Regions from separate parts of the Mus musculus genome. Here regions 1, 2 and 3 are each linked to region 4. The links are chromatin contacts, called in public HiChIP or PLAC-seq and promoter capture Hi-C maps. All regions are on one chromosome and are shown on one strand. The core of a region is the stretch at or near the end of the contact, and the rest is flanking DNA. Distances in the headings are between cores, read along the strand shown.

The links. Promoter capture Hi-C pulls out the DNA fragments that hold promoters and counts their contacts. HiChIP or PLAC-seq counts read pairs in DNA pulled down with a chosen protein or histone mark.
Region 1: a promoter capture Hi-C map of liver shows a contact between it and region 4, with 6 times the contacts expected there. The contact joins the enhancer-like site here to the promoter of Tbrg4 in region 4. A contact is called at or near these places in 9 of 39 promoter capture datasets (3T3-L1-derived adipocytes, cranial neural crest, embryonic stem cells and 4 more) and 7 of 115 datasets of contacts at active chromatin or transcription factors (embryonic limb bud, embryonic stem cells, large pre-B cells and 2 more).
Region 2: a promoter capture Hi-C map of pre-B cells shows a contact between it and region 4, with 6 times the contacts expected there. The contact joins the enhancer-like site here to the promoter of Tbrg4 in region 4. A contact is called at or near these places in 5 of 39 promoter capture datasets (the 3T3-L1 cell line, cranial neural crest, liver and 1 more), 4 of 115 datasets of contacts at active chromatin or transcription factors (the 230-238 cell line, embryonic stem cells and large pre-B cells) and 1 of 9 other capture datasets (macrophages).
Region 3: a contact with region 4 is called in an H3K4me3 HiChIP or PLAC-seq map of stem cell-derived neural progenitor cells, with 12 times the contacts expected there. The contact joins the enhancer-like site here to the promoter of Tbrg4 in region 4. A contact is called at or near these places in 2 of 39 promoter capture datasets (cranial neural crest and second pharyngeal arch cranial neural crest), 4 of 115 datasets of contacts at active chromatin or transcription factors (embryonic forebrain, embryonic stem cells, large pre-B cells and 1 more) and 1 of 9 other capture datasets (liver).

Annotation. Positions count from the first base shown.
Region 1 is chr11:8,508,189-8,513,916 of GRCm38.p6, reverse strand. All of the region lies in intron 16 of Tns3 (tensin 3), which reads left to right. Among named protein-coding and RNA genes, the nearest start is that of Tns3, 150 kb to the left of the region's middle. Within about 2 kb of position 3,861, at least 13 of the 459 cell types and tissues checked have an H3K27ac peak or open chromatin away from gene starts, as enhancers often do. A contact at or near this core is called in liver, where this site is marked.
Region 2 is chr11:8,599,105-8,604,081 of GRCm38.p6, reverse strand. Tns3 (tensin 3) reads left to right here. Exons shown (of 31, transcript NM_001083587.1): 3 at 3,490-3,527. Among named protein-coding and RNA genes, the nearest start is that of Tns3, 63 kb to the left of the region's middle. Within about 2 kb of position 2,376, at least 64 of the 459 cell types and tissues checked have an H3K27ac peak or open chromatin away from gene starts, as enhancers often do. A contact at or near this core is called in the 230-238 cell line and pre-B cells, where this site is marked.
Region 3 is chr11:8,421,129-8,426,254 of GRCm38.p6, reverse strand. No RefSeq gene overlaps it. Among named protein-coding and RNA genes, the nearest start is that of Tns3, 240 kb to the left of the region's middle. Within about 2 kb of position 1,829, at least 83 of the 459 cell types and tissues checked have an H3K27ac peak or open chromatin away from gene starts, as enhancers often do. A contact at or near this core is called in stem cell-derived neural progenitor cells, where this site is marked.
Region 4 is chr11:6,624,087-6,629,618 of GRCm38.p6, reverse strand. It overlaps Tbrg4 (transforming growth factor beta regulated gene 4), which reads left to right and starts at 3,552. Exons shown (of 12, transcript NM_134011.3): 1 at 3,552-3,654; 2 at 4,406-4,470; 3 at 5,336-5,532. The coding sequence starts at 5,399.

The DNA.
Region 1 (5,728 bases), core at 2,612-5,111, 1.9 Mb before region 4:
GCTGGTCTTAAAAAAAAGAAAAAAGAAAAAAAAAAAGGAGCTGAAATATTGACTTAAGCCGCATTTATCTCTAGAATGCCTGCTTCCCTGGAATGAGCCCGCCACAGCTGCCTTTTGTCAGGGTTCATGTTAGGAAGGCTCTGGGTTTTATGCCTGATGCCCCACTTTCCATACTAAGAAAAAAGCCATCCTGGAATGTGTTCCAAGGTGAGCAAGAGGGCACAAATGTCCCATCTCTAGTGGTGTGTGTGTCCATGTGGTCTTCGTTATTCCTGATCTCATGGGGCTTTAGTCCTGCTGGACAGTGGCCTGCTATGCTTGCAAGCTGTACAGCCAGTGGCCTCTCCAGGGTACTTACTATCACCCAGAACAGGGAAGAATGTCCTGGTGTGGCAAGGTGCCAAGAAGCTCATGGTGTGGGTGTGGCCACCTTCAGTAAGCTTGGCTGTGCTATTTCATCTTCATAAGAACCTATGAGCCCTCTTAAGAGATGAAAGGAACAGCAGTTCCCAAGAACAGTAAAAAGATGGGGCCTTCAAGCGCCCTGGGAGCCTCCTGGAGTTTACTGTTAGCGCCCTCTGTGAGTTGTATTGTTTTTTGGATCACTCAGGACAGAGCCCTGTCTGCCTTTCTCTGTGTGACAATTGTGCTGGATATCATTAGGTGGATTGCGTTCCCATGGACCAGAGCAGATGGACTTACTTAGCTGGTGGGGAGATGCAGAATTGACTTGGCTGTGATGGGCTAAGGAAGGTCTCCTAGCAGCCCATGACCTCTGTGAAGGTCATAAGGGTAATCAGTGTGCGTGGTGTGTTGCTGGGGACTCTGTCCCTGGAGTCCTGGCTCCTTCTCTTCTCTGCTGTTTTCTTACTTGGGTAGTCTAGACTGGCTTTCCCTCTCCCATCGTTGGGCCTCAAGCCCTCTATTGCTGTGCATATGGCTCTCTGTAAAGCCATCTTATCTCCTATTTAAGAACCCACAGTGCCATCACCATAGCCTCTAGTCCCTTCTGGGTGGTGTGTGTGTTTGCTCTGACTTTGTTCTATTTCTCTTTGTTCTATAGAACAAAGGGAGGAATGTTTATCATATATTCGTTCACATCAGCATGCATCATATGAGCAGTCTTCTTCATTGTTGGCAAAAACTGGTTTCAGGACTCTGTCTCAGACACCAAAATGCATGGATGTTCAAGTTTCGATCTTCAAAGTGAGATAAGATTTGCATATAATCTACACGCTTAACCCATTCTAGGGTTTCTTATAATGTCTACCACAATATTAATACTAATTAATATTTCACTGTTTGGAGAAAGAGACACACACACACAATCTTTTATTTTTAAAACAGATGCAATTTTTAAATAATTTTTTGATCTGTGATTGGTGGGTTCCATGGTTTCAGAACCCACAGACATGGTAGGCTGACCAAAAATCATAGTCATGTTAGTAGTATAGAGGGTGTGCCATAGACTGGAATTTGGAGTACAGTGATTAAGAAAAAAGCAAAGAGAGTGGTCACTCCATCAAGTGTTGAATGCAGGGCATCTCTACTGGACAGTATGTGAGGTCCAGCGTGTAAACTTTAGGACTAATAGTAGCATACAAGACTTGTGCCCTATCCTGAAGTGTTATAAAGCTATAAATGTCTTGTTATTTGACAGTGAGGCTGGAAGATCCATAAAGCTTGAAACCCTAGCACAACACTGATCTAGAGGATACCCCACAGGCATTAGAGTCTGGAAGGCAGGGGAGGTAGAGGAGGGCTTATAGAGCTCTCTAGTCAAGAGCAGTTCTAGTCCTGGAGGATGGGGGTTTCAGGCCCTCAGCAGTGGATGGGTATCACAACCACAGATCAAACAAGGACCAGAGGGAAGGAAGACTCACGGGTGGCTTGGCGTTGCACATGAGAGTTGCTGGGCCATTCCCAAACCCTTGGTTTTCTGCATTGACCTCCTACTCTGACCACACTCCTTACCAATCTAAGGGTGAGCCATATGAGGGCATCTCCAGGTTTGGACTCTGACACTTTAAGGGAATACCTTCCATTCTGGTGCTCAGGCTTGACTTCCTAGACAGCTATAATTGAGCTGTGTGAGAGTTCCCTCTGCGGCTGTGGAGTAGACAGTCCAAAGGGCATTCAGATCTGCAGTCCTAAGATGGCCAGATCCACTGCTCAGTATTCCTGTGCTTCTGTTAACTTCTGGGAATCATGGGGTTCCTCCTGGGCAGTTCCTCATCGGTAGGATGAGATGCTCCCGTGGAGCATCCAGAGATATGTTTCTTCTTCACCTGGTGTTGGCTACAGCCCTACTCCATGAATGGGTGACTGTCAGATAGAACTTCTCTAGATCTTATTTCTGTGGCATAAATAGTCATGAAGAGATTTTCCAAAGATCTTGATATCTGCTGGAAATATCACTGATGGGAGTGTGTGTGCCATAGCTCAACACAGCTAGCATAGCTGCATAAGGAGGTTGAGGCAGGCAGAGGTATGGGAAAGCAAATGAGGACTAGGTGTGTGTTCCAGGGGGGAGATTGTTTGCCATGGTGGATAATGGTGAGGGCGATGCTAGTCTGAGGTTGAATAGGGCAGGCAAGCTATGGAAGAACTTTCTATATAGTGCTGCTGGGTCAGTTAGCTTTCCTGTTCCTGTTGTAAAATGCCCAGCAGAAGCAGCATAAAGCCCCAGAGGTTTTTTTATTTCATCTCCCACTTGCAGAGAGTTCTCAGTCCATTCCGACAGGGAAGACTGGTGATGGCAGCTTGCATAAGGCTGTTTCTGTGGCATCCAGCAAGAAGCAAAAAATATGGATGGGAACCAGGGCAGATATAACCTTCAAAGACTTAACCTCTAGTGAGCTACTTTCATCTATCCAACTATCCATCCATCCATCATCCATCCATCCATCATCATCCATCCATCCTACCATCCTTCCATCCATCCATCCATCCATCCATCCATCCATCCATCCATCCATCCCCACCACCCATAGGGTTCCCAACCTTCAAAACAGTGGTACGAGTATGAATTGAGTTAAACGTGAACAAATGGGGACGTTTCACATTCCAGCCAGGACTGTGGCAGGGCCCTTGTGCCTGTCTATACTTCATAGTCTTCTGTATTTGGATCAGAATGGTCTGTGAGAACTCTGCCTTTAAAAATCTCTCAACTTAATTTTTGTTTGTGCTTACTACAATCACTCTTTTTATTATGACAGCGTTCTTAATGTACACTCAGCCCTTTGTACACTCAGCCCTTTCTGAGTCCTGCCTGCTGAGCTGGTTAGGTGAAAAGCACTTCACGGAACACCTTATGCTGTTAAGGGACAATGATCCCTATGGGTAGCCAATCCTACTCTTAAAGAGCTCCTCCTCTTGTTGATAAATTGAGGCCACACTCTGCTGCCACCCAGGCTCCAAAGGTCTCCTTTCATTGACTCTGTGATGTAACAGTTGTGTGGCACTTTTAGGTGCAGGGTGACAAAGCTGAGGGCAGTGGCTCTCAATAGCTGTCTGACCCCTGGGAAGCCTCTGCTCAGTATTCAGAGCTGTAATCCAGTCATGGACTATTGACTTTTGAAAATGGATGGAACCTGTTGGGAAAGAAAGTGTGATGTCGATGCTGCCAAAGGACAAGTGCCAGGCCCTGGCTTCCATCCCATTAAGAAGACTTTTATTATTATTGTTGCTGCTGTTGTTGTTTTAATTCCCAAGTGGTGCTAGAAAAACTGTCTGAAAATGTGTGTCATTCTGTAGTGTTGCAAGAATCTTATGAGTTTTGAAGTGATGGCCCCAGGATAGAGAGGTGGCACTGAGATTTCAGTGGATTTGACCTTTGCCCTCACCTCTCAGTCTCCAGCCTATGCACTCTCCTGAGGTCTCCCTCCCAGGAGGAAGCAGGAGCACCATCTCCTGAAACACCCTCGGGTGCTTCACTCTACCTTCCAGAGGGCGCATCATGAGAGTTTGGCAGGTGATGGAGGCTGGGGTGGTCCATCTGTCCCACTACAGTTTCCATGTCTTTGTAGTCCAGCTGTCATGCAACATCACTCTCACGCCAGTTTCCCCTCTGCATCGCAGTCACGGACTGCATCTCTAGCTTTCTCTGATGACCTCACCCTCTTAGCTAACACACACAGTGACTCAGTCTTAGCCTTGTATTCTATCCCCGGGGCTGGGGACCTTTCCACTCCAGTCGCACCTGTGGGAATAGCAGCTAAGTTCTTGCTTTGCCTTTCATTGTCTTTCCTGAGATTGGAGCCAGGTTGTTGCTCCTTCCATACAGCTTCTTTTCTCACACCTCAAGTCTTGTATGGAAACTCTGCTGTTGTGACTTCCCACCATTTCCTTCCATTAAGGTACAAATGGCTGCCCAGTGATGTCGCAGGTCCACCTGCCTGGCTCTCTTCTGCGTCCTCCATGGGAGTACCATCCCTCACAATGCCAGGGAGATGTGAGATTGCAGCTTTATTTCTACAAAGCCTGAGGTCTTGTGTTTCTCAGTTCTGCCAAGTCCGGGAAAGCTTTTGACTACAGTATTTGGTCCATGGGATGTAAAACAGCAGAGACAGGAAGCTGTGATTAGTGGCTCTTCCCCTTGTGTATTTAGCTCATGTGTTCCTACCCCTGGAACATCCACCCCTTCCTCTCACACTTGGCTGAATGGTAGTCCCCTCTTTTCTCTTGGAGATTTAAAATGTACCAAGAAAGGAATAGAGATCAAGCCTGTGGGGCTATGGCCTGTGCACTCTTCTCTTTTAAGGAGTCAAGGGAGAGAAAATTTGTCTGTGAATGCATTTTAAGGGCAAAGGGAGGAGCTTTAAAAAAACAAAAGGTTCATCTAGAACAGTCTTTTCAGACAGGTCTTCTGTGTAGCCGAGCATCCTTACCCTGCCTTGCTTGTCAGAGCTACATGTCTAGCTCCCTGTGCCCTGAAGCTCTGGACTGGGGGACCAACATGCTTAGTCTTATGGAAGCGTCTCCTGCTGATGATGGTGGAGTTGTTTTGGACCAGTGACATTTCCAGGGCCAGTGGCTTTCTGACTTTAGTTCTGCAGCTTCGAGACCTCATGCTGATACTTAAAGGGCATCCCTTTTCCATCCTGCCTCCTATGCAAGCCCTCCCTCAGCCTCTGGTCCCACCGTTACCTCTTTATAGTCTTCATATTGGCTTCTTACGTAGAACTTTATCTGAAGGTTGAGCTCAGTCATTGGCAGTTGGAAACCACTGCCCTGTGTGCCTTTTTCTGGTATCTCAGAGTTGAGATTGTTTTTTAAGGTTTGCACACAAGACTTGTGATATCAAACACACCCTGCAGTATTTAAACAGTCTTGCTTCCCCCTATAGGTTCCAGGACAGAGAATAAAAATAGTTTTGAGTCTTATGGGTCCTGTGAAGGGCTGGGCATGAGGGTAGAAGGAAAGGTCAAGGCAGGGAGTGTGCTTTGCCCTTGAACTAGATTGAGCCTGGATTATAAGACTCCTGGACTGTAAGACTTTTTTCCCCCCTCTCTTTTAGGCCACCAAGCTATTAGAGATTCAAGGTTATTTTAATGGCTATATTCAATGTTATGCATCCAGGGACCTCAGATTTTAGACCTGCTTGGTTTACACTGTGAATAGGAACAGCTTTGGCTACTTTTTGTGGATAAAAGGTCTGTTTATACATGGTGTTCCTTTCTCAGGAGCTAGACTGTGTGGAGAGTGCTCCTTCGATAGAGCAGAGTTC
Region 2 (4,977 bases), core at 1,127-3,626, 2.0 Mb before region 4:
CCTGCACCACATTTGTATCTCATGCCTATGGAGGTCAAAAAAAGGTGTCAGAACTCATGGAACTTGAGTTACAAATGGCTGTGAGCCACCATGTGGGTGTTGGGAATTGAACCTGGGTTGTCTGGAAGAACAGTAGTACTCTTAACCACTGAGCCGTCTCTGCAACCCTATGCATTTATAAACTCTTAGTAGATCAGGACCATTGGTTTAATAGGCAGTTGTTAAGCATTTATGAAAATCTAGAGAGTAATTGGTGTGCATTAAATCAATGTGTGAAACTGTCAGAGAATAAAAATAATAATTTTTAAAAAAGCTTCGTATTTAGATCAAAGTGTGATAACTTCTGGGGAGGTGGCTGGGATTGGCTAAGGTATAAAAGCACTGGGGACATTTTTCCTTTGGGGGCCTGCAGCCTGTTGGTGGGGGAAAGGGACTTCCTACTTGCTGATGCCTTGGAGGGAGCCAAAGGCTGTGTGGTGCAGGCTCCTTGCTGTGTGTCATCCTACAGGCCATAGGCTCAGCCCAGCCACAGGTCATGGCTGGTCATCCACAGACTCTGACCTTCCCTCAGTAAAAGGAGCAAGAAGAGAGGCAAATGATGAGTTTTAGGGTTACCTGTGCAATCCGTGATAGAGGCGCTCAATAGTGAGATCCCTGCTGTGGTCTCCTAATAGTGTTGCCCTCGGCAGAATCTGGTGGTACAGGCAAAGACCGACTCTCCTCCAGTTTGCAGCCCGTCCCGAGAGATGGATGGGCTGCTAACATGATCCTGACATGTCAAGCTTTGGGGTCAGAGGCACCAAGGGTGGGCTTCAGAGGCAACCATAGGATGATCAGAACGGGCCAGGCTGGGGAGGGCAGGGTGTAGCTAGTGTAAGGGTCATTAGGGAGCTGTCAGCATGGTCCACTGAGGACCTAGGGTGTATCCTCAAGAGGCGGAGCTTTCCCTGTGGGTGATGGGACACTGCGTCATTTTCCATGGTGGTCGTAGGCAGTAAGCACATGACGGCAGAAACCTGGACTAGGGACAGAGATGCTGGATGTCACTGCGCTGTGAGCATGGCCGTTAGTTCCTTGGTGCAACTGTAAGCCTCTGCTCTTTCTCACTGCTACTTGGATTGCGAATGTGAGGCTTAGGGGGCCAAGCAGTTCCTACTCAGCCTCTCCTTAGAGGCTGCCCATCATCTGAAGGCCTGGCTGAGGTTGGAGTCTGCTGTCACTGAGACATCATGCCCATGGAGTTGGCAGACTGAGCTGAGTGTTGGCTGGTGGCTTCCATTTCTTTCCAGATTGGCAGCTCTGCAGGGTTGCTGAAGTAGCCCTGTAAAGTGGCAGAAGGCATCATATTCTTTGCCCCCAGAAACCACACAGTATCCTCTCTAACATGCAGACAGCAGTGATTCATTGTACATGGGGATAGTTATTAAGGCCACCATGAAGCTATCTGATGTGTCTGAAGTGCTGTCTCTTCCTAATTTTGTATTTTCTGCTGTTTCTCCTTTCCTCTGCTTGGGCTGGCTTCTGTATGGTTGTTTGTTTGTTTTTTTTAAAGATTATTTATTTTTATGTGCATTGGTATGTAGCCTACATGTCTTGTATATCTGTGTGAGGGTGCCAGATCCCCTAAAACTGTGAGTTAGAGACAGTTGTGAACTGCCACGTGGGTGCGGGGACTTGAACCCTGGTCCATTTGAAGATCAGCAGCTAGTGCTCTTTCCTACTGAGCCATTTCTTCAGCTCCATGTCTGGGTTTTTCACCTCTCTCGGAAGCTCTGTTCTTATCTAGTGAAAATCATTCTTGTCTTAGAAACCCTTGGTCACCATTATGTGTTGTGCTGATTAGAGGAAGAAGAATAAATATTTGTGGTATGTATTTTAGCAAGTCTTAAAAGCTTGGACAGACAGTTGAAAACAAGATCACCCACAGATAAAAACTCAAATAGGTTTTTAACTCCTGGGGTTCACAAACTCCTAGGCTCTGGGAAAATTTATCTGTTTAAGCCTTGCTTAAACTTTTTGGTCAAGTATTATCCAGAAGGCAGAGTGGCCCAACAGAGTGGAAACTTTGCTGAGCTCCTGAGCTCACAGCACCAAGCTGCAATTTGTTTGGTCCCTGTCTCTGACCTCTGAGGCCTTGTTGTCTGGGCTCTGCACACTTATGTCCTGGTCATCACTTTGTAGTTTGAAAGCAGGGGCCCATGAAGGATTCCATTTGACATTGATAGTTCTGTGAGGGGGAACAGAGGTTCAGAGATCCTAGAATTTGCCTTGGGGAGCTGGGCTGGAGGGGCAGAGCCCAGACAGGAAGTCTCAGGCAGGTGCCTTGGGGAAGGCATTGAAGCCTCCGTGGTGCAAAGCACCCAAGGGACCTTGTGGTGGTCTGATATGCAGTTGCTTCATTTCCCATTGTCTTCATGCTGCCCTTTCTGCCACGTATGGCCTTGTCACTACACTGTGCCACGCTGCTGCTACTGGCCCTATTCCTTGAGGCCAGCTGCGGCCTGCCTCCGGGCCAGAGGGGAGAGCCTGTGAAATCCACATTGGTTCCAGCACCCCGTCTGCATTGTTGGGGCCTCCCATGACACAGGACCCGCACTGCTCACATAATGGCCTCTGTTGAAGGACTCTTCTGTAGGAATTTAGACATGAATTTATTCTGACAGTGTCTGCTTGGGTCTCCCGGAAGTGGAAATCTGCAGAGACCAAATGAACTCATGACTTTCCTTCTTCTAGGAGGGCTCTGATGAAAGGCCTGGGGCTTTGTTCCTCCCCACCTCTCCCCCCCCCTCCTTTACCTTTCCCCTCCTTCTCCCCCTGTCTTTGCCCTCCCCCTCCTTCCCCTCCCCCTTCCCCTCCCCCTCCTTCCCCCTCCCCCCTCTCCCTTCCCCTCCTCCCCCTCCTCTTTCCCCAGGGATCAGTTTTAACTCTAGGCCAATGTGAAGGGCTTCTGCTTTCCAGGTCCTGCCTTTCTTCTTTGTGTCTCCAACTTGGTTGATTAAGTCTTTTAAAAAATACCGGTCTATTTATGAGAAATAAGTAGACTCCTGATAAATTTCTACCCGGACTGTCTGAGCTTTTGTTGTTGTGGTTTTCCTCCTCTTTCTCCTCCTCCTCCCCCTTCCTGCTCCTCCTCCCCCTCCTCTTCTTCCTCCTCCCCTTCCTCCTCTTCCTCCTTCTCCTTCCCTCCTCCTCCCTCTCCTCCTTCTCCCCATCTCCTGTTCCTCTTCCCCCCTCCTTCTTTTCCTCCCCCCCCTGTTTCTCCCTGTTCTGGGAATTGAATCATCTAAATCCTGATACACGCTGAGCACACATGTAACCACACAGCTATGCCTTGGTTCTCAGTTGTCACTTTGTCTCAGTGTGCCTTCTCTGTGCACAGCCACTTCTTGTCAGGGAGAATGCTGTTGGAGCCTTCCCCTCTCAAGGATGGAGACCTGGCAAATGTCACCTGAGATTGCATGACTAACAGACATCCTTTCTTTCTTTCAGCCTGCAAGTATTCCTACCACAAGAGATGTGAAGCCCAGGTAAGCATTCTGCAGTTTCCCATGGGACTTCTTTGAGCTGGACTTCACTGACTGATGTTCAGAGGGGGAGGGGAGCCTCTGGCCCGAAGCCTCCGAAAAGAAGGCCCTGTAAGCAGAGGCTGGTGGATACCACCGAGTGCAGAATGCAACTTTCATCTCAAGAACAAACCGACAAAGCTTTGAAATCTATGGTTTTCATTATAGAATATAATGCTGAAGAATTTGATTTCAGATAAGACCTCAATCATCCTTTCCTGGCCGTGCCACCAGCTCTTTTTCAGTGATGAGTGATGCCTACTTTCTCCGAGTGTTGGCATCTAGTCTTGGGACAGAGGCACAGAAGCAGAGTCAGGGCACATGTTCAGCCTAGAGGACTGTGCTGGCTCCCTTGGACAGTAGTTAGTTGTTCACTGTGGTTGGGGAAAACCTGGGCAACCTGGAGTAGGGCTCATTAGGCCTACTATGTGTACTCCCAGAGTGCTCTGAGGGAGGGCTGGTCCCCTGGTAGATGTGGACTGGGGTCCTTGCCTGTGATGAGCAGCAGGAAAGTGAGGAGATCTAGAAACACAGTCGGCAAGGGTGCAGCTTACAGTGGTTTCCCTTCTCCGGGTCCCCAGCTCTGGATTTCTTAGCTTTGAGATTGGTCTTCAGTGTGACTCGAGTCTTTGAAGCCCTTTCTGACTGTCCAGCTGTCAGGGATCTTGGTGAGCTGTAGGACAAGGGAGATGGGGTTCTGCTGATATGGGAGACATCAGGCTGTCTTCAGGCTGAACTGGAGTTGTGCTGGGGCATATTGGGATACAAGGAATGTCATGGCTTCACATGTGTGTTTCCCATGTGGGACTAGGAAGGGAAGATTTCCTCCACACAAAATCACACACACATATGTATGCATATTATGTACACACACATACACGCATTTTGTTCATATGTACATGTGTGTGCTCACAGTCGTCAGTGTACCCCTGAGCACACACAGGCACACACACACAGATGGAAAATAAATGGTCTTAGCCCTATTTTTTTTTTTCCCAGAGATAAATGACTTTTCCTTTTAAGTGCTTTTCTGGACAGCTTTAAAACACGCAGAGAGCAAAGAGGATTGCTCAGTGATGCTCAGTTGCCTTAGCCAGTTTAAACCCAGCAGCCTCTCCTCTTTACCCCGTGGCTCTCTTCCTTTTGTTCTGAGCCTAGCAGGGTGGCACAGAGTAACTCTGCTTTCCCTTCCCAGTCAGCTCTGCTCTGAGAAGGGCCACGGTTCCTTGGTCACACATACCCATGGATGGGACTGATTTCCTGACTAGTTTATTTTCTCCTTCCTTCTGTGTCCCGCTCACCTTCAGTGGCGCCTGCAATTGGGGATGCTGTGGTGAGCAGGGAATATCTCACTCATTTTGGGAGCTTATCTGACTTGTAGAGCTTCTGTCCCCATCCAGGGACTTCCATGTGC
Region 3 (5,126 bases), core at 580-3,079, 1.8 Mb before region 4:
TGCCCAAGACAGTGGTAGGAACAGCTGGAGCGGCAGTCAGGAAGAATGTAGGAAAACTGAAACAACGGAAGCTCCCAGCAGCTTCTGACTGACACAGAACAACCCACAGAAATAGTAAAGTTGGGCATTTCTCAAAATCCTCATGGAATGGCCATCAAAGTAGATCAAGCTGTCAGACAGACAAAATTCAACAAATGTATGCCATACAACAGAGTTTATTCTTGTATAGTAAGGAATTATCCTCGAAATCAATGAAGTGCCATGGTGAGAAAAGTCTCTGCACACATGGAAGATAGAGAACACTTTTCTAAGTAGCAGGGTTTGTGTGGGGCCGAGGTAGTGGGCAAGGAAGCCTGGTGTTTCACATAGAAATGAATGTTCCGTAGAAAATAAAACTAGCATCCATGGGGTGTAGCTAAAGCAGTGGCCAGAGTGAAATTTATAAGTCTAAATGCCTGTACTAGAAATGAAAGGTGTTACAGCGATGACTGGATGTAGCCTGGGCTGGGCTGGGCACCACGGAGGCCTACCACCCCAATCCATTCGTTACTCACCCCACATACTGGATTCATTGTGCTCCCTCAGTGTTGTATGGGGCCTGAGATGAACCTCTTATTTGTAAACACTTCAGACAGCCATTTAAAGAGTCTTAGAAACATCTACCACCATTTCATGAGGTACAGAGACTTCACAGTCTCAGTAACTCCTTAACTTAAGGGTAAGGAAGCTTGCGGCTGTCCACTTCTTACTGGACGAGCCCTCAAGCCTGGCACGTAAGGAGGCCAGGTCTAAATTCCAGGGCTACCTAGACAAGTGAGCTCATCTTTTATCCATCTGCTGTGTTGCCTGGCCAGCATTTCCCTCTTCGTGCAGGACTGGCTCATCAGTGCAATGAAGCTACTTTTCCAGCCTGTTATGCAGGGCAAAGATGGATAGGAAGAGTGTCACTGTGTCACTAAAAGCTTCCCCACTTTGACAAAGAGCATCCAGACCCTTGCTCTGTGCATGCGTCTTTGTAGGGCAGATACTGGAGAACCAGAGGCTCAGCAGTTTCATGCCCCGTGCCAGGTCTCCTGGGTTCTGACTCTACACTGAGTAGATTAGGTCTGCAGAGCAGACTCGAGCTAAGTGCCTGCTGTTTGCTAAGTGCAGTGCATCACTATGGTTGGTTGGTTTATGTGTCCAAGCTGCCACCCGCTGAGATGAGTCCCAGGAATCATTAGCCTGGGCACACACGTGTATGTTTCCCCTCCATCTGGGTGAGGATATGACCTCAAATTCTAAGTCAACAAGAATTTCCTCTGTGCTCTGAGCTGATAAATCTCTAACCTCCTGCAGTGACAACGGGCTTATGATTAGCTTTCTACAGGTTCAGTGGCCCTGCCGGCTTTTAACGGTTTGAAAACAGCAAATTGGCCTTGGCTTCTAAGGCATAAGTAGTGTGGTGGTCATGCTCACTGAGTAGCTTGCTTCTCAGTCTGTCTTGGCAGTGGCCCAGTCTCCGTTCATAGACCATGAAGTTTAGGGTTGTGCCTTGGCCACCAGCAAAAGGAAAAACACAAAGAATGTGTTGTTTCACACCACCGAATGTGTTGTTTCACATTCGGTGCTTTCTACATCCTGCCTTCTCAGGACAACCAACAATGCAGCAGAGGAGGCTGCAGGAACTCAGTCCCTGCCTCTTTGTGCATGCACGCTTCCCGGGCTTCCCCCAAAGTGCAGGCTGCCTTCTAATGCCAAGAATCAAGCAAAACCTCCATTACCAGTGTGCTCTCCTCCCTCTGCCCCCAGCTTTGTGCTGCGTGGAGCCAGCCAGTTGTTGAGAATTCAGTGAGGTGATCCTGCCCCCTAGTGGCTATCATAGCTTCCTACAGCAGGGTGTCTTTATAATCTGTAAATTGTTGCCAGCTTAAAAGGGAGGATGAGTGTAATGGCAAATATTAGTCCCCTTAGAAAAGTGGCTCTCAACCTGATGGTCACAACCCTTTTCACAGGTGTCGCATATCAGATATTCTGCATATCAGGTATTTACATTAGGACTCATAACAGCAGCTAAATTACAATTATGAAGTAGTAAGGAAAAGAATTTTATGGTTGGAGTGGGGTCACCATAAGATGAAGAACTGTATTAAAAGATAGCAGCACTGGGAAGGTTAAGAGTCACTGCCTTAGAGGATAAAAGTATAGTTACTGAAGCCCTGTTGCTTATGGCCTGGGTTGGACCTGAACTTCATGGTAGACCCTGGACTTAGAGCTCCCTAGTTATTGACAACTGCAGGCCTCAGCCCTCCCGTTAGTCCCAGATGAAACCTGACGGGGCGTGTGGAAGCCAGGAAGACAATCAAATGAGTGGGGGGAATGTTTCCAACAAGTGGTGTTATCACCCCAACTATGGCAGGAGTTGCAAAAAGTCCAACATTCAGACTGAAAACCTGAGGTCGGTCTCATAAGTAGTGTCACAAATAATCCAGTATCATCCATGCCCCCAGAACAGAGGTAGCCGACACGAGCCAGCACATAAAGCACTGTCCTCGTGTTTTCATGTTTCCTTGGATGTCCCCTGGGAGCTGAAACAGGTTCTGTGGAGGTTTCTAAGGGAAGGAGAGAGGGTGCTGTTCTTTGTCTGTTACATGTGAATATGCTCTAGCAGTTTAACCTTGTGGGTAGAATGCTAGCTCTGTCTGCCATGACATATGTGTATGTATGTATGTATGTATGTATGTATGTATGTGTATGTGTGTGTATGTGTGTGTATGTATAGTTTCTGACCCCCTTGTGTATTCCCATTTCCTCTTCATTACCTCTGCAGAAGCATAGTTCTCTGGGTATTTGTGTGTGTGTGTGTGTGTGTGTGTGTGTGTGTGTGTGTGTGTGTATGTGTGTGTGTGTTTCTGCATCTGGAGACCAGACAAAAGCGCCTTCTCTGTGGAATAGTGGGCCTGCTCTAAAACCATGGCGAGAGTGAACTGTGAATACTCTAACACTTTACACTTGTGAGTAAAATGGTTGCTATGCCGCCCGACTTCCATAGACATCCCCTGTGAAGGAGACCTTTAACAGCGCGATGAGCTCCGGAGGCCTTGGGGATGGTGACATCTGTTGAAGCTCTCCCCCCTGCTGACAGCCTAGCAGGGATTATGGTCCCGAGCAGGCCATTTTTGGGGGACCTATGCTTTTAACTCAGCTGAAAACAAATTTTATCCACAGATGCTTTTCCAGTTGGTGTTGGTTTAAGAAACAAGAGGAATGTGTGTATAGATGGATGGGTCCTGGAAAGCAGCTCTGCAGCCTTTAATTGTGTATGGTGTGTCCGCTAAAAACACAGCTCTGTCCTTGGAAGGAAAGGAGACCATTTATTCCAAGCCTAATATGAGTGACCATTGGCTGGGAACATGGATCCAGGTGGCTTCAGATAGTAAGTTCCAACCTAGAACTGCTATATGAGCTGCTATAGCCACGTATCAGAAGAAGTTATTATTATTATTTTTGATTGACTATTTATTTTTTAAATTTTTATTATTATTATTTTTTAATTAGGTGTTTTCTTCATTTACATTTCCAATGCTACCCCGAAAGTCACCCAAACCCTCCCCCCCAACTCCCCTCCCTCCCACACTCCCACTTCTTGGCCCTGGCGTTCCCCTGTACTGAGGCAGATAAAGTTTGCAAGACCAATGGGCCTCTCTTTCCACTGATGGCTGACTAGGCCATCTTCTGATACATATGCAGCTAGAGATATGAGCTCTGGGGGTACTGGTTAGTTCATATTGTTGTTCCACTATAGCCTTGCAGACCCCTTTAGCTCCTTGGGTACTTTCTCTAGCTCCTCCATTGGGGGCCCTGTGTTCCATCCAATAGCTGACTGTGAGCATCCACTTCTGTGTTTGCTAGGCCCCAGCATAGCCTCGCAAGAGACAGCTATATCTGGGTCCTTTCAGCAAAATCTTGCTAGTGTGTGCAATGGTGTCAGTGTTTGGGGCCTGATTATGAGAAGAAGTTATTATTCAAGGTGTTTTTTTTAAAAAAATCACAGATGGGATTAGCAGGGCAGCAAATCAGGGAGATCTCTTGTCGCGTCCCACTCGACCAGCAAGAAAGACTCAACCACCGGTTCTTCTTTAAGCAGTTTACTCAGGCAGCTACTTTCTTCAAATCCCCCCAGCCTCTCTAGTTACAAGTGTTTTTCTCCACTCCAGCCACAACCACGCCCCCACCAATCACCACAGGTCACATCACCTCACCAGGCAGGCTTGCTCAGCCAATCAGGGATTAAGGGTGGGCCATCCACCAAACATGGGCTTGTTTACTACCTGGAACAGACTTCCATCCTGCTGACCAGGAAGTCCAGAATGGCTCCCTACAATCTCTAATGCAGGTTTCAGGTGCTCTCCGAAGACATTCTTGGCTTTAGCATTGTTGAAAATCGGCAGTCTACTAAGAAAATACATCCTAGAGCTTTTAGCTGCTAGTTGTAAGATTTTAGAATAAAGAGATCGCCACAGAATTGCTATTTTTTATTGGATATTTTCTTTATTTACATTTCAAATATTATCTCCTTCCCCAGTTTGCCCCCCTCCTGGAAACCTCCTATCCCATCTTTCCTCTCCCTGCTTCTATGAGGGTGTTCCTCTACCCATCCACACATTCCCATCTCCTTACTCCCCTACACTGAGGCATCTATTGGGACCTCTTCATAGGACCAAGGACCTCTCCTCCCATTGATGCCTGACAAGGCCATCCTCTGCTACATATGCAACTGGAGCCATGTGTACTCCTTTGTTGACGGCTTAGTCCCTGGGAGTTCTGGAGGGTCTGGTTGGTTGATATTGTTGTTCTTCCTATGGGGCTGCAAACCCCTTCAACTCCATTAGTCCCTTCTCTAACTCGTCTATTGGGGACCCTGCGCTCAGTCCAATGGTTGGCTGTGAGCATCTGCCTCTGTATTTGTAAGGCTCTAGCAGGGCCTCTCAGGAGACAGTCATATCAGACTTCTATTAGCATGCACTTCTTGACATCCACAGCAGTGTCTGGGCTTGGTAACTAGATGGGAAGAATCCCCAGGTGGGACAGTCTCTGGATGGCCTTTCCTTTAGTCTCTGCTCTACACTTTATCTCTATGTTTGCTC
Region 4 (5,532 bases), core at 2,303-4,802:
TTCTCTCTGCTTCCTGACTATGCCTTTTGGGTCTGAGGTGAGGAGGTGCAGTAGCTCTGCTGGCTACTGTGTGCTCAGGTGGCTCAGCAGGTCACCTGTGCATGGAGCTCAAGGCCAGTTCAGTTTCAGCATCCACACCATTCACGTTAGGACCAGTGGTCCTTCTTCCATTCCCTCAAGTCACTGCAGGACTAGGCACCTCCTCCCCACTGAGGCCAGATGAGGCAACCCAGTTAGGGGAACAATATCCACAGGCAGGCAACAGAGTCAGGGTAAGCCTTAAGAAGCATTCTTGGGGCTGGGGAGATGGCTCAGTGGTTAAGAGCACCGACTGCTCTTCCAGAGGTCCTGAGTTCAATTCCCAGCAACCACATGGTGGCTCTCAACCATCTGTAATGGAGTTTGATGCCCTCTTCTGGTGTGTCTGAAGACAACTACAGTGTACTCATATACATTAAATAAATAAATCTTAAAAAAAAAAAGCATTCTTTACAGCACGTTGGTCAATACAATGCCCATGTCCAGATTACAACCTGATCCTGGTCACAGAACTCAGCAGCATCTAAGCATATCTTGCACAAGACCAACCCTAGCAATGGCCTCTGCTCCAGTTTCTGCCTTGAGCTCCTGTCCTTTCTTTGATGATGATGTGTGATGTGAGTCAAGTAAACCACAAGTTGCTTTGGCTATGGTTTTTATCACAGTGATAGCAACCTAACAAAGACATTGGCCAAAGTCCATCTTAAATCCCCTAACACTTTGGGGTTCCTTGCTCCTTTCCTAAAGCTCTACTCCCCAGCACAAGGTTGCCTGACAAACATGGTGGCTGACCCTATCTGAGCTGCATGGCTCTAGCTCCCGGCCACATGGATGCCTGCCACCCGGTGGCTAACCTGTGAACTGCCCAGCTCAAGCTGCAGGGCTATTCTCCAGTCCCCAGGCAGCTTTGAGGTTTATGGCTGACCGGCCCCGGGGTTTTCTTTTTGAACTCTAACTGTCCTAGGCTTCCATTTGTGTGTATGTCCTAAATTATTTTATTAATAACCCTAAGGAAGAACCCTGATTCCCTAGGCGCCATAGAATGGCTCTCCTGGGGTTCCCCAAGATCCCCAATAACACATCTTTCCTACTTAATTATTTAATTGGCAGAGAAAATGAACCCATTCCCATACTTCTAGCTGCCATAGTCCTGGGGCTACAAGGCCTCTGGCACCTGGTCTAGCCTGGGGTTGGTTCCAGGAACTGTGGCGAGGTATAGGCATGAGATGAGGGTGGCTCACAGCTTTAAGGAGCCTTGAGTGGAGGTGCTGTCTTCAGAGGCTCCAGCCTTTCACTGTTACAGAATATCTGATCACACTGTGAACCCTAAGACTGTGTTACTTACTGGAAAACCTGTTTGTAGTTGTGGCAGCTCTTAGCACACAGCTCTAATCCCAAACAATGACAGTAAAGTAAGTTTGTAGAAGGAAGCACCCATGTTTGAAAGTGATGTCTACCTAATTGAGTGGCAGGTGAAGTGAAGAATCAGAGAAGGATCTGACAGAATATGATCTGCCCAACTCTCACAAGAGGAAAGGGAAGCTACTTGAGGGGCAGCGCAGAGAAAAGGAAGGAAGCGGTTTTACTGCGACAGTTGTACAGAGGCAGATTGCCGAGTGAATAAATTAGACACAAGTGAAGACAGGAGCCAGAGAATGAGGACCCAGAAGATTACAACAGATTGCCAAAGTTAGTAGGAGTTCAAGCAAAACAGTCAAGAGGCCAAGAAAGAAGCCAGCTTGAATCAGTCAGTGTGGAGAGTGTGGAGAGTGTGGAGAGGAGTTTTGAGCCAGAACAGCTGAGTTGACCAGCTCAAAAGAAGCTAGAAAGGGTGAGCTTATTCAGCAACAAGTCTCAGAGGCTGAAAACATTCTAGGCCTAGATAAGATTCTACAGAGGCTAGAAGCTTCCAGGACTAGGCCTATTTAGCAAACAGAGGCAGTAGGCCTCCAAGACAACAGTCCCAGCACTAAGAATTTTATACATTCTCAGCTGGCTGTGGTGGTATGTCCACCACTGCAACCCTTCATTTCCTTTCTGGTCCATTTTATCTTTGTTTTGTTTGTTTGTTTTTCCTTTTTGTCATTTTTGCTTTTGGTTTCCTACTAAGAAACTACTGTTTAATCCAAGATAGTAAAAATGTGTTTCCCCTTAGGAGTTTTATATCTATATTATCTCTGACCTTTTTGAGCTAAATTTTGAATTCAGCATGAGACTCTTAAACAAGAACCACCAAGGTAAAGCTAGTGTGGCAATATAATGCTAGCTACTGTAAGGCTAAAGCAAGAGAAGCTTCCCTGGATAATTCAGCAATCTTTTATTAACAAGAACCAGCGTTTACGCTTGATTTTAGCCACAAAGGAGAGAAGTAATACACTCTTACAAACATAAAGATTTTTCAAGGAAAATTTTAAGTTAAATTTTCCTTTCTACAAAATTAGGGCCAGCAGGATAACTTAGTGGGGACCTGGGGGTGGGGGTGGGGCATGTCTTTTGTCCTGCACTCCAGAGGCAGAAGGAGGGGGATCTCTGTGAGTTCAAGACCAGCCTGGTCTACACAGCGAGTTCCAAAACAGCCAAGGCTACAAGGAGAAACGCTGTCTAGGAAAACAGACAGTTAGTTTAGGGGCCACTTGACTGTGAGTTCAATTCCCAGATCCCACATGATTGGAAGAAACAAATTTCCCCAAGTTTTCCTGTGATCTCTTCATGCACACATACACCTTTGTCCCAGAGATGCCGTCTGTGGTTTCCTAGCACTGGGATTACTGGGAAAACTCACCTCCCAACCATCCTACCCAGCATTTTGTACTATCTCCTCAGTCCTGCCGTGCGCTAAGGCAGGGCCTTCTCCAGGTCGTCCCGGCTGTCCTAAACTTGGTATGTAGACCAAGCTAGCCACGACCTCAAAGATCCTTTTTCCTGTCTCCTGGCTGGGGTTTTAAGGTGTGTGCCACCACGCCCGGCTATTCTGCTTCTTGATGCAGGGCCTCCACAGTAGTACAGGCTAGCCCTCGGCCTCCTGCCTCCATTACTGAGATTACAGCAATTTATCGGTGTGCCGTTGTATACGGTATGTCCTTTACTTGTTTAATCTAGACAAACTGCTTGCATTTCCGAAAAGACCTTCAGCTGGAGCTACAACTCGCTTCTCTGTAATTACCCGACACCTGGCAATGCCTTCCCGCCCCGAACCCCAAAGTCAACACGGCGGTCCCAACTCACGCCTCTCCTACAGGACCTGTGAAAGGCCCAAGGGAGTGGGGCAGAACGGGCTGACATCAGAGTCGCTACCCAAACTCCGCACAAGTAGGAGACTCTGGCCCGACGTGCCCTGCCGTGTAGAATTCACCCTCTCCTTCCCGTCTACGTTTCCCACGACCAGGATCTCACTACACTTCCCAGTACCGGAAGCCTGAGCGCAACAAAGATGGCGACTGCGGAAGGGGCGGAGGGCGTGGCCTCCGTCCGGGAGCACTGGGCCACCTAGCTTCCGGCGGCGCGCCAGTGACGTCAGTGAGCGCGCCAGGCCGCGTGGAGGCCGTAGGCTGATGGAGGTCAGTGAGGGTGATCGCCGCCGCAGTCTGGCGTCCTGGAGAGACCGGGTTTCTGAACGTGGGTATCCGAGACGGGAAGCGTGGCTGGGAAGGGCAGCAGTTAGTAAGGACCGGCGGGGCTGTTGTGGGGGGAGCCAGGAAAGGGACTCTCGACACCGTGCCCCAAGGGCGCTGTTCGGTTGCAAATTCGGTTCCGGGCTGCGATTGCGCACGCGCTCCTCGGCCCGCGGTAGACACGAGGCCTATCCCGGGAAGCTCCGCTGCCCGCAGTGACCCTTGGCGTCCCCTGCCAGTCACTTTTCGTGTTTCTGCATTTTAGGTTTCAGGGTCGATATTTACTTAGTCGCAGGTCTTGAAAATCGGTAGTTTGCCAGTGCTTTTTTTTTTTTTTTTTTTTTTTTTTTTTGGTTTTTTGAGACAGGGTTTCTCTGTGTAGCCCTGGCTGTCCTGGAACTCACTCTGTAGACCAGGCTGGCCTCGAACTCAGAAATCCACCTGCCTCTGCCTCCAAAGTGCTGGGATTAAAGGCGTGCACCACCACGCCCGGCTCTCCAGCGCTTCTTTACTGTCTGGGTTCAGTAAGTGATGGATATTGGGTTTGGGCAGATGTCCCCCTTCTGAACCATATTTTATTTCCGTGTAAGTATAATTAAGCTAATCTTTTTACAGCTGCAGTAATGTGTTCACATAACAGTAAAATTAAGCTAGCTATATACCCGAATCCCGGAAGCAGAAAAAATTGAGGTGTTTTCTCCTTTAGTTGAAGCAAAGTCCAGTAACTTGTCTCATTTGGTTCTATCTCACCTTAGGGAACAAGACTGGCAGACTTGCCGAAAGAAACGTCATGTGGTTATGTAGCGTGTTCTCGAAAAAGGTAACATTTTGCAGGACTTAGAAAAAGGCAATGCCGTGCCCTGTGATTGGCAGAGAACGCAGTAGCCAGTTTTGCATTGTGAGATAAAAGTGTGAAGTGTAGTTGGAACAGAGCCTGTATTGTAGGGGTTGGATTAAGATTGGCAAGGTGGTGACTCTGGGTGGTGTTAGGGCTTGTTTGCGGTGATCGATTCAATTTGTGAGTTTTGCTTTAAGGGTTCTGGGGTGTGACTCAGTTGGAACTGCTTGTCTAGCTCACATAAAGGCCTAGATTTGATCTTCGGCACTGAATAAACCAGGAGTGATTGGCTATCTTTAATGTTAGCACTTGGGAGGTGGCCGCAAGAGGAATAGAGAAGTTCAAGGTCATCCTTAGCTATGTAAAGTAATTGTAGTCTTGTTTCTTTCTATGTATATAAGTGAACACGGGGACACATGCAGGCACACAGCCCGGGAGAGAGTCAGGTCCCTGGAGCTGGAGTTACAGGCAGTTGTGAGTCCCTCAATGAGGATGCTAGGGACTGAATTTTGGTTATCTGGAAGAATCGTTCGACTTAGAATATTTAAGCCAATAATTTTTTGATCCTGGATTCCTTTAAAATTAGAAACGTGCCCAGATTTGCATGAAGGAAGCATTGAGGAGGACCTGGAGAGTTTGAAAGTACAACCAGGCCTGGTGCGTCCGGGGCTGAATGCCGAGCTGTGCTATCTGACCACTCTCTCCTGAAGCAGAAGCTCCCGAGACTTATGCTTCAGAAAGTGCTGTCTCATATGTAATGGCTGTAATGATTGAGGGCAGTTGTTTAGAATCGCTGGGTCTTCCTGCCGTTGTCATGGTGTCCTGTAATACTCCGTTTTCTTTTCAGGACTTCGGAGTCACCTACTAGGAGTCTTCCCTCCCTCCCTCCCTCTTCCCTGCGCCCAGCATCATGGCCGTTCGCCTGATGAAGCGGTGTACCTGCCTGCTTCGAGAGGCTACCCGCCTAGTTCCTACTGTTGCCCCAGTTGGCCGACTGAGACTTGCTGGAGTGTCCTGCAAGACTTTGACGTCCTCTGTCAGTTC